Regions from separate parts of the Rattus norvegicus genome. Here all the other regions are linked to region 1. The links are chromatin contacts, called in public Hi-C maps. All regions are on one chromosome and are shown on one strand. The core of a region is the stretch at or near the end of the contact, and the rest is flanking DNA. Distances in the headings are between cores, read along the strand shown. Region 1 has its middle 190 kb from the start of Tank. Region 2 overlaps Rbms1 (RNA binding motif, single stranded interacting protein 1). Region 3 overlaps Rbms1 (RNA binding motif, single stranded interacting protein 1).

Region 1 (3,739 bases), core at 621-3,120:
TGCAGGAATCAGTTCTCTTTTTGCATCCTGAGGATTGACATCTGGTTGTCTGTCAGTCAGGTTGGTGACAGGTACCACTACCCACACACTGCCTCACCGGTAGAGGCTGCTTTCATACTGTTGGGGTTTGAGAATCCTTCGTGTTTTCTGGATATGAGCCAGATATGTAATTTATAGATGTCTCCCCACCAAGATTTCCTCCTATTCTGGTCCCAATGCCTTTCCTAAAGTAACATTTTTAACCCCCCTGCAGTCTCGGGATTGATCTTGACTGCCTTGCACATGCTGGTTGGTGTTCACTCTCAGCTTCTTGATCATCTCAGCCCCAAAATATATAATATAGATAATGTATGGGCTGTGGCTGTGTCTTGAGGTCCTTCTCAGGTTAGCTCTCTAGCAGATGAAACAAACAAACAAAGAAGAACGAAAAATGATTTACTTTTAAAAACCCACACAAGAGAGATGGAGAGATGGCTCAGCAGGGTGTGCTGTCCTTGCAAGAGGACCTGAGTTTGGTTCATTGCACCCACTATGGCGGCTCGTGACTGCCTATAACTCCACCTCGAGTACTCTCTTCTGTCCCCCTTGCACACTGCACTCACGTGCAGTACCCTCCCACAGAAACGTACTTTTTAAAAGTCTTTAAAAAAAGATCGGTACAATGTGTGGTATGTTTAGTACGTATTTTTATCCACAAGTAGTTCTGAGCCAGGAGCCTTAGGAAGGCAGACCCCGCCTCTGATCGGCTAGCTTTGCATTGCCTAGCCTATTATGGGATGCTAGAGTGTCATCCCCAGAAGGCTCTTAGAGGCCAGGTGGTAAACAGGGGGCCTGTGGGTCAGCAGCGTCAGCCCTACCTAGGAGCGGGTAAGAATTTCAAAGCCTGGACCCTACCCCAGGTTAGAATTTGCATCTTAATGAGATCCCCAGGTGCACATTAAAGTTTCTGAAACACAACTGTTCAGCTCATCTGGTTTTTCCTCAGATTTTCAAACAAAAGAAACCGCAGTCCAGAGAGAGAGAGAGAGAGAGAGAGAGAGAGAGAGAGAGAGAGAGAGAGAGAGAGAGAGAGAGAGAGAGAGAGAGAGAGAGAGAGATCGAGGACAAGAGCCAGGGAGAGAATCTGACCCTCTTACTTTATGGCATGTGTGTAGGACCACCAACCACCCGCCTCCACCATCCGGATGACAGCGACAGCCTAGACTACCCTCCTCTCATTCTCGCCTCTGAGAGAGCAACCACATTCTTCATCAGGAAGAGAATAGTCTTTTTTGAGTCTTCCTCCAGAAACCCCTCCCTCCCTACGTACTCCCAGTATCCTCTAAGGATACTCAGCTTTCAAAATGCAGACCTCCAAATTTTCGTAATAAAATGAACTAAAAACTCTTTGGGGAGGAAAGTGATTTTCCCGTTGCATTTGTTTACTCTCGGCGAGCTCCTGAGACGGCTAACACACTAGTTGTTAATCACACCATCTGTTCAAACGGCACCGTGGAACCATTACGCTCATCCTTTCTTCTTTTTATGGAAGAAAAAAATTTTTTCAGAACAATATGTTTGCGTCTGTGATGCTCCATCACCTGGCAGAGCTGTGTAAGCTATTTAAGCTTTCCGGTTGAAAATAACTTTCAATTGGCAAATACGTATTTTTTTAATGTTCATATATCACATACACAGACCAAAAAAAATATGTGTTTTCTGACTTTCTAAACACGGGAAACGCTAAAAGATAAAAAAAAAAATCTGTTAAAGACTATGCTGTCAAAGTTTTAAGCATCTGATTATATTTAAATGAAGCGTTCAGGGACGATGATTTATCTGACCCGGAAAATATTTTCCGCCTTGGCCCTGAAGATGGCAGTGCTGTGCAGTTTAGAACTGCTCTTCGCTCCCCGCCCCCGCCTCACCCCCCCCAAAGGAATTTCTGGAATGGCAGAAAGTGGGGGAGGATCTTCCAGATTTGAACCTTCTAACACTTAGCGCAAACCTCTTCTGAACCCAGGGACAATCTGGTTTGTCTTTCAGTCTCTTTGTTTTTGTTTAAGACTGTACCCCATTCGTTTCCTGTTTCCAGTCGGAATAGAAATGGGACCAGTTGAACGATTATTCCCGTATCGCGGGAAGCCAAGGAAGGGACTAGAGTTTACAGAGAAGCTGGTTTGCACAAGCCTGCTTCTTGTTGTTGTTTTTAATTCGAACAAAGGCTCTACCCAAGATAAACTGAATACTAGAGATTTTGAGAGCCCACTGGGACCACATCTCTGGCAGCCCCCTCCCTCTCCTAACTCAGGACGCCTGGTGTCGCATTCTTTACATTTCATTAGCAGGGGCTGGAAGAGTTGGTTTGGAAAGTATACAGGCCTCGGGCCATATAAACCAAAGGCAGGCTCTTGTCCCTGTCATTGTGAGGTGTCGGCTTAGAGAGGTAAGAGGCATGTATATGTCTAACTTTGGGGACTCTTAAAATAAGGTTATTTAACTAGCCAGAAAAGGTTTATTGAAAACAAGTATATGAGGTCTCTGATATGACATTCTGTCACAAATAAATCAGTAGTGGTTATGTACTGAGAGCCAACTTCCCCCACCCCCACCATGGCAAATGGTTCAGCAGTATCTAATTTAATCTTCCCCACCGCTGCCCAAGGCAGACACAACACCATTTACTGGTGTTTTTTGCCTTTATAGGAGGAAACTAAGGAACAATGCTCGCAAGAAGTGTCTGACAGAGTCATGAGACTTTAAAGCTTTTTATTTTATTTTATTTTATTTTATTTTTTAGATTAAGCTTTGAACTCCTGAAACATTCGTCACCTTGTATTTTGGTTCAGTGGATAAATAACAAAATATTAAGCCTTTATCAATGGAGCATATGTTGGTATTCTATTTAAGCTCCACCCCCACAGCTACCTGGCAGCAGCCAGGTATGCTCCACCCCACAGTTGCCTGGCAACAGCCAGTTGTGCCTGATGCTATAAAAGGGGCTGCTTGCTCCCTCTCCTCCTCTTACCCCCTCTTACTCTCTCTTACCCTCTCCCACCCCTCTTGCTCTTTGTTCTTCTCTGTTCTTGCCCCCATTACCCCCTCCACGTGCACATGGCCCGCCGCCTTTCCGCTCTTCTACTCTTCTCTCATTAAACCTCTCCACGTGGAACCATGGTGGCTGGGTGTGTTCTGTCCGGGCACAGGCAGATTTGAAAACCTAACAGCATATCTGGTACCCATTTAATGAGAACAGAAAAGGAGAGGCCAGGACTCTAGTATCTCTTTCTACCAAGTGCTACACGTTTGCAGAGAAACCAGGCCCCCAGAAAGCACACCTGTTGTTTTGAAAAGAAAGGAGGAGGAGGGGGTTCTAGATAGAAGAGTGTCCGACTAGGCATCTTAATCTAATGCCACATCTTCAAAGATGAGGGAAATTTAAGATTCTTTCCCCATCTTCTTTCAAAACTTTCACTTGGGCTTTTGAAAGTCAAAGCACCCCCCCACCCCCATCCATCTTCTATTACAAAACAATCATCTCTCTTTGATGTGTTTATAAAAAGATAAAGAGAGTAGGGCTATGTTCTATGGATGTGTGGTGAAGTATGGGGGACGGGGGTGCCTCGGTGGGCCCGTGCCTCGGCATCCCTTCCCCCTAAGGGACCAGCCACAGAGGACAGTATAGAGTTTATTCAGAAGGGTATAGGGAGGGAAGTGAAGAGCGTAGTAGAGTCAGAGAAAGGCAGAGAGAGAGAGAAAG
Region 2 (3,739 bases), core at 325-2,824, 670 kb after region 1:
TGAATATTTATCAGTGAATGAGACTTTGAGATCAATTCAGTGACATACACTTAAACCCCTTGATTCTGTCTCCAGCATGCATTATCTTCCTCTAACATAGAAATACTGGGGAACACTGATTTGGGTCCAAGCATCTATGACTGTACCCTGAAGAGCTACAAAGTCGTCTGTGAAATGCTGTTATGATGTGCGTGAACATTGGTGTGCCGCAGTGCTTTTATTTAGAAGAAAGGCTACACATTTTCACAGACCATATGCCCCACCCACCCAATGGGCGTCTTTGCTGTTTTTGGCGAGGTAGTTTAATGTTCAGTCTCCGTGTGGTTTTTATTTCTAGCTGAATATGGTAGGAACAGTCCTGGGCTCATATAGGAAAGTCGACGAGGATGTTTTTGAGATTAATGAGAAAGTTTATCGGTTCTAAAATCCGGAAGGAAATTACCAATTTTATTTTCATTTAAAGGATATATTAAATCTTTTGAGAAGGAAACATGGAGTGGTGCTTCATACCAGAGCCTCTGTGATATTGTCCCATGAAAGACCGCTGGGCTACCTGCCCCTGAGAGGGAGAACACATGAAAAGAGGCTGGGTTCTGCCACGTATCCCAGCCTGCGCACTGGGCTAAACTCACTGACCTCCCCGGTTCAGAAACTTGAACTTGAGGGTCTCCTTTCCCTGTCTTCTGAATTCACGAGCAAGTCGCTGGCTCTCCACAGCAGACACCTGGGACTGCTTTTCTCAGAAGTTTAATTGAGCATTTAAGGCTCCTTCAGAGAAGCCATTTGTCTTAAATCTCTGCTGGCCTCTGGAAAGCCCTGCTCCCCTCAGTCATCCATACTAATTTGTAGGCATACAGCAAAGTAAATTAAAAGACATGGCTGTCTTTGCTAATCCTGGGCATCAACTGTTTCGTGAATCTTGATAAAAATCTTGAGTCTGCTGTTTCATTCCGTGGTTGTTTTGAAAAACCTCCAGCCAAGATGCGTTCCCTTTCTCTGGAAGGCGGGCGACTCCAGGCCCTTCCCCATCCTCGATTTCTGTTGTTCTCACATAGGTTTGCACGAAACATCTGCTGGCTGAGCCTCTCTTCATAGCCTGCCTGGGTGTCTGCTCTCCCCAAAGGCTGCCTTGTTCAGCCTGACACTCCCTCTGCATTTATGCCTTCTTTGTTTAGGATTCTGCACACAAGATTTTTATTTGGTACGGAGGTGGGTTTACCCTGAAAATTCCTCGCCTCCCTCAAAGGATTGTCCCCTTCATAGTAGATCCGGCATCTTATACATTTTTCATAGGTTGTGTGCGGTGAAGGTCACACGAGGGCATGCTATGAATATTGGTGAGCCTCGTTCTTGATTTGATCTCTTCCCTCGTGCTGCTCTCGTCTTTCCTGTGATCGGCTGGCCTTCCGCAGCAGGGCTTCGGTTGTGTCTGACCTTCAGGTCCTGCAGTTGCATTCCTTGCCAGGCGTTCTCCTCCTGGAAACTCTGGCTTCTCGTCTAGCTGTGTACGGCACAGTTAGTTCCCTGCGCTGTGTGCTCGCCACCCTTTGCAGCCGTACAGCACAAGCAGATGGGGCGGTTATCTGAGTTCAGACAACTGAAACGGAAACTTGACTGTCTTTATATGCACTTAATATTGTCATGTCCTAGGCCAGTTTCCTGAAACCATGCATGAACCGTAAAAACCGTCAGCATGAAACATACGAAGTCTTAGGAGATCTGAACTCGGTTGCCTTCTTTAAATTTTTCTTATCTTGTATCTCATTTGCGAATCCTCAATATTTCTTTTATTAAATAGAGAAAATATTACCAATTGAATTATTCACGGTAGTGGGGGATTCAGAAGAGCCTGGGTAACTCACTCCTGCGTTTCCTTAGGCCTTGTTCATTAACAAACCTTTCTGTTAAATGGGTATCACTTGTACGTTCCTTTCTTCCCTCTGTCCAGCTACACGGTTCTGTGAATTAAAGCAAATTTGAGGAAATACCTTTTCCTGAAGAGTCCATGACAAAATAAAGTCAGAGAAAGGGTAGCTGGAGAACTCCATCCTCAGAGTTAATCCGTGCCTGTCGAGGTAGGGGTGGGGTTATGGTTGTGCAGAGGCGTGAGCGTATGGCTGTAGATGGCGCACACAGGACATGCAGGGTGAAGATACATTTGTATTTGTATATTAGGGCTTTTTTTAATTTTCCCCTCACAATTCCAAAATAACAAGAGGGGGTTGACAGATAGTCCCCATATTTTACGTACCATGAAATAGATTCATGAATGATTCCTTTCAGACTTTAAAGCCAGTTGTGCTTCCCCTCACCGACATATTTTATTGGGTATCTGATCCCAAGATAGACCACGTGACCTCTCTCTCTGACTGTTATCAGCATCCGTCCCAGAGACATTAGCAGCGACAGTCCGCCCTCTCTCCATCTAAAGCACGCAACTCAAAGTGGAATTGCTTTGAACCTGTCTGCGCTCGGTGACCCAAGCTTCTGTAATTGTCAACATGCGTGGCCTTTCAACTCCAAAGCAAACTTCCTGTCTTTGCTGCTTGCAAGCTGTGTAACCCTGGGTAGACTCACTCTGCTCCTGAGTTTCACGTGTGCAAAATTGAATCAAAAACCACCTATTCAAAGGTTGCTGTGAGGATTAAATTATAAGACAATCACTGTGCAGAAAAGTAAGAGTTTATTAATATGACACATGCCTTTGACCCCCACCCCCAGGAATTAACGAAGTCAGCAGCTTCTAATATTTTTCCTTAGTTTATCGTCATTCGACACTGTCTGTCCACCTTGCTGTCTGTTACCACTTACGCAGTCATATCATCTCGAATCTGAACATAAGCCACCCTCCTGTACTCATGAGCAATATTTGGCTTTTTCAAATGTGTCCTTTTCTGTTAGCACTACAAATACGTTATTTTTAATATTCCCATCGACTATTTTTAATGATTAGTAAGCAATAAATGATGCCTCGGGAATGTCCATAGCATATTCCAAATCTAGTACAAGCACCGCCAGCATTTAAACTTTTGAAATGCCAAGTGTTAAGGGAACATGTCAACCACGATCGCCATCTGTCGGTGGTGGCTGGTGTAGGCTCCCATTTTCTAAGCTCTCCTGTAACTGGGAAGAGGGGCTGGAAAGTGGGGAAGGGAACAGAGGGTGCACTCCTTTACACACGCACAGCCAATGCTCACACCCTGTAAGGAGGTACACGGACACTCAGACCTAGGACTTTAGGCGATTTTAATTTTGTCAACCTAAGAATCTGTGTTCTAATTTCAGTAGTATATGGCTTTCGGGATTTAAGATAAACCAAAGAAATGGGGGAGGTTATAATTCTGTAAGGAGAAAGCTATGGGGACAGCAAATAATTGTTTAATTAAAACTAAAATATGTTTGGTTTTACTCGTAAGCAGAAACGGGGGAGGAATAAAGATATATTGCAAACCAAAGGAGCTTCAGTACATCTTGAGCAGGTCTTCAGCCAGGTCTGCAAGAGCAAGGGGCCTCAATGTGAATTCCTAACTTGTTATCCTCTCCCTTTGAAATTCTAATTATTCTCCAGTCACCGTCTCTTAATTACTCTTTATCCTTTTTCTGCCACTGCTTCCTCTGGAGTGGATTAACTCCTCTTAGCCAAGAGTATTATGATGAGGGGTAGCGAGAGGGCTGTGGCCTGAGCCTAGTTACTTTGAAGTTGGATAAAACCTAAAGAGGAACACAGACATACTGGCTT
Region 3 (3,739 bases), core at 347-2,846, 600 kb after region 1:
GGCTATACACATTTCAGTGCTTCCTGGAGGGCTGCCTTCCAGTTGGCATGAAGGCTGCCTCACACGAGTGCCTAGATTTATTTCCATGGTCACGTGTCATTTCTCCATAGTGGAAAACATAATTCTGCAAATGCTTTTACTTAAAGGTTTTGCACTCAGTATTTTGGTGTGGTGTGGTGTGGTGGTGTGTGTGCGTGCATGCGTGTGTACGTACATACAGAGATGTAGATCAGAGATCTCCTTCCACCATGTGGGTCCCAGGGATCAAACTTGGGTAATCAGGTTTGGCAGCAAGCATCCTCCTTTCCTACTGGGCCATCTCAAAAGCCTCCAATGTTTTTGGTTGTTGTTGTTCGTTTGTCTTGGTCATCAATGTCTCTGAAGACCAGGCTGGCTGGAATCAGAAAGGTCACAGAAGCTGGGTGTGGTGGTGCATGCATGCCCTTAATCCCAGAGGAAGACGGATCTCCGGTCTCTTTTGAGGCCAGCCTGGTCTACAGAGAGGGTTCTAGGACAGCCAGGGCTACACGGAGAAACCCTTTCTTAAAAGACAAAAGCAATAAACAAAGTGCCACAGGTTAAAGCATCTCCCAGTTCAACAGGAATATGACAGAAGTTCAGGTTACAAGGTGAAGGGGCTAGCCGGTTCCTCACCACAAGGAAAAGATTCCAAGGAAGGGCAGTGAGTTTGCCCTGACCATTTTAACTTAGCCCCACCAAGTACTTGTTATTGTCCCCACTTGTGATCACAGTTTGTTCACAGGTCAGTCACAGTTTAGAACTGGAACCCGGGGCGAGAAGTATTGGGAGTAAGGGAACATATTCCAGGAGCGGGGTGTCAAAAAAAAGGGGGGGAGCACAAGTTGTAACCATCCAGGAAGGAGCAGTCTGGGCCTTTCACACAGTAGGTGACAGAAATACCAAGACTCTGAAAGAATGCTGGAGCCTCAGAAACCCTTTCAAGGAGAGCTTGCTGGCTCCAGTAAAGGATGCCCAGAGGTCATGTAAGACAAAGGCTGGTGAAGGACAGCTGAGATTGTCTGTTGAGAGGTCCTGGTGTGTGTCTGTGGATCTGAAGTCTCCACAGAACACTCTGTGTGCAGTGGGGCAGGAGGGGAGAGCAGGAGGAAGCACATTCCAGAAGGTTTAAAGAGGAGATGAGTGAGGAGGGAGTGTCTTTCAGAAAGCCGGGCACCAAAAGGAAAAGGAAGAGTCCCTCCCTTTGAAGACTGACAGACAGCCCTGATTGTTTTAATCTGTGTTGAAGGTCCTTTCGAGAGCCGGTGGAGGAGGCTTTGCTCTTAAGGCTTTGCCACAGAGGCAAGCTTTAGCCCTGCAGGAGCTGGGTATGAGAATGTCAGAGCCAGCTAGGGTTAGTTGTGATACACAGAGATGCTGACAGGGAAGGAGGTCACTGGGGTATTAGGTGTTCAGTTCCTTGAGACAAGACAGGAGAACGTCAGAGAGGGAACTGCTGTCTCAAGGAGTTCTGACAGGAGGCTTTAGAGTTCTTGGGAAGCTGGTGAGCACAGAAGCAGAAATGGAGAAAGGATGAGTAAGTGGGGGAAGGGCGGGATCAGGGAGGGCCGGGCCGCCTGAGTCAGCCAGACACTGATCTTCAGCAGACAGTGGGCTGGGTTCTGGGGAATGGGTTGGTGTGGTGTTTGTCATGGGTAAAGTGAAAACTATGAAACTTGAGCATTGTTAGGAGTGCTTGTGGAGGCAGGGACCTCAAGGGAGGCCAGCTATGTTGAGAGTAAGGAGCCTGGCAGTTCTCCTCAGAGGCAAAGAAAACTCTGAGGAGTGAAAAAAGAAAAAAGAAGAAAAACTTTGTCACTTCAGGAACAGTGTTTTAGAAAATAAAACATACTTTGACTATATTCTTTCCCCTCCCCCAACTCCTCCTAGATCCTCCCCACCCACCTTCATATTCTTTCTCTTGCTTAGAAAAAGAGAAACCACACAACCAAAAACCAGCAAAAAAAAAAAAAAAAAAAAAAAAAACCAACAAAAACAAAAAGCCAAAACCCAAAACAAAATTAGAAAACAAAACAACAGACTAAAATTTAAAACAAAAAGGAGAAAATAAAACAAAAATACTAAAACAGGACAAAAAAAAAACCCACACAGTAATAAAAAAACAAACAAAAGCCAGAGGAGCCCCTTTTGTGTTGCCTAACTACTTTTAGGCATGGGGCCTGCCCTGCACTGTGGGTGACATGCAGGGTCAAAATTGTGAAAGTGTAGCAAGTGTAACACCCCTAAATCTCCAGCTTGGGAATGTGGGTACAAGCCGTGATCCTGCCTCGTGGCCTTGCTTAGTATATTAAGTCAAAGAATAGCACTGCCTTCCTCGTACAGGCAGAGGACATGGGTGGTCACTACTCTTAAGTCAAAGTGCTCCAGTTCTCACATAATTAGGCCTCCCTGTTTGTTCTGTTATACTATTTTCAGAGCGAATGTTAATTTTTTCCCCCTTTCTTTAAGTAAAACAGGGTCTGCCTTTTGTAGTCCGGGCTGGCCTTGAGATCATATTTTTCTCTCCCAGCCCCCCCAGTTCAGGAATTATAGGCCTGTACCATCACACCCTACATCCAATCTTGTTTCATAGAGATTGCAGCCAACCGTGAACCACAAACTGATTATTATGGGTTGGTTTTTTTTTTTTCCCACCTGACCTCCAAGCTTATACTTCAGTTTAAGAAATTTCACTCACACTGTTTGAAAGCGTCCCTAGTTGCTTTGAAAGACAAGGTGTGGAAATAGTTGTGGCTTTCAACTAACTCATTAGGTGTATTGTTGTGAGGACATTTCTGACAATTCTTAGGTCTTAACTTTTCTCAACACAAAATTCATGACCATGGTTCCTTGACATTCTTGAGATAGAAGATGGCACTCATGTGTGTGCCATCTGACACGGCTGTTCTCGCCTGTCCCTGCTCCCCTTCTGAGGTGTCCCTTCACAAGTCAGTTTACATCAAAGAGTATGGGTCAGGGAGGTTGTGTGATTATAACAGTGGAAGAAATTGCCATCATTCCGATTATCGTGGGAAAATGTGGTGAGAAAGGTCTGAAGCAGTTGAACTCTCACTGGAGAAAGCATACACAGGACTGCCCAGAGACGGTAACCGTACAGAGATACTCAGACCTGTCAACGGTGCAGAGGTGCTGAGGGATCTTGAGTGCGTGCCCCCACAATGAGGCGTTTCGATACCTGGTTTTAAGTCCCTGAATTTTGGTTATTTAAAGCTGCGTCTCAGTTGTGCTCACTGAGATTTTCAGAGTCTGTTGAATGTTGAAAGAGTTCCAGGAATTAAAACACTCAGCGTTAAGAAAGTTGGCGTCGTCACGAGCTGCATAGCTTTGCCTGGGAGAAGTTTTTGAACGTCTGCAAGTGAAGATGTTTCTCCAGTTGTATATATTTCATTCATTCATTTTCTGGAATTATTTGACCATGGGAATCCTTAGTCCTACGTTACGAACAGTAGGTTTGAAACAGTTTAAGCAACATTAGCTTTTAAGGAACCTTTTCGTTTGGTGTTGGAAGTGGTAGTAGAGATGACCTGGCCAACTGTCTGGTTTAACTTCTCCCAAAAAAACTAACATCCAAAGTCATCCAGGAATGGTGAGCTCTCCCAGCTAGGAGAGCTCGGCTCCCCACCCCCCCAACCCCAGCACTGTAATATCTTGGTTTTTTTTTTGTTTGTTTGTTTGTTTGTTTGTTTTACCATTTTTAGTT

The links. A called contact is a pair of places that touch in the nucleus more often than the background predicts.
Region 2: a Hi-C map of frontal cortex shows a contact between it and region 1, with 5 times the contacts expected there. The contact joins two enhancer-like sites. A contact is called at or near these places in 8 of 12 Hi-C or Micro-C datasets (the A7r5 cell line, Schwann cells, frontal cortex and 5 more).
Region 3: a contact with region 1 is called in a Hi-C map of the A7r5 cell line, with 4 times the contacts expected there. The contact joins two enhancer-like sites. A contact is called at or near these places in 4 of 12 Hi-C or Micro-C datasets (the A7r5 cell line, the Rat2 cell line, Schwann cells and 1 more).

What each region holds. Positions count from the first base shown.
Region 1 is chr3:66,326,937-66,330,675 of GRCr8, reverse strand. No RefSeq gene overlaps it. Among named protein-coding and RNA genes, the nearest start is that of Tank, 190 kb to the left of the region's middle. Within about 2 kb of position 1,870, at least 21 of the 93 cell types and tissues checked have an H3K27ac peak or open chromatin away from gene starts, as enhancers often do. A contact at or near this core is called in the A7r5 cell line and Schwann cells, where this site is marked.
Region 2 is chr3:65,654,911-65,658,649 of GRCr8, reverse strand. All of the region lies in intron 2 of Rbms1 (RNA binding motif, single stranded interacting protein 1), which reads left to right. Among named protein-coding and RNA genes, the nearest start is that of Itgb6, 130 kb to the right of the region's middle. Within about 2 kb of position 1,574, at least 4 of the 93 cell types and tissues checked have an H3K27ac peak or open chromatin away from gene starts, as enhancers often do.
Region 3 is chr3:65,726,063-65,729,801 of GRCr8, reverse strand. All of the region lies in intron 1 of Rbms1 (RNA binding motif, single stranded interacting protein 1), which reads left to right. Among named protein-coding and RNA genes, the nearest start is that of Rbms1, 100 kb to the left of the region's middle. Within about 2 kb of position 1,596, at least 15 of the 93 cell types and tissues checked have an H3K27ac peak or open chromatin away from gene starts, as enhancers often do. A contact at or near this core is called in the A7r5 cell line and Schwann cells, where this site is marked.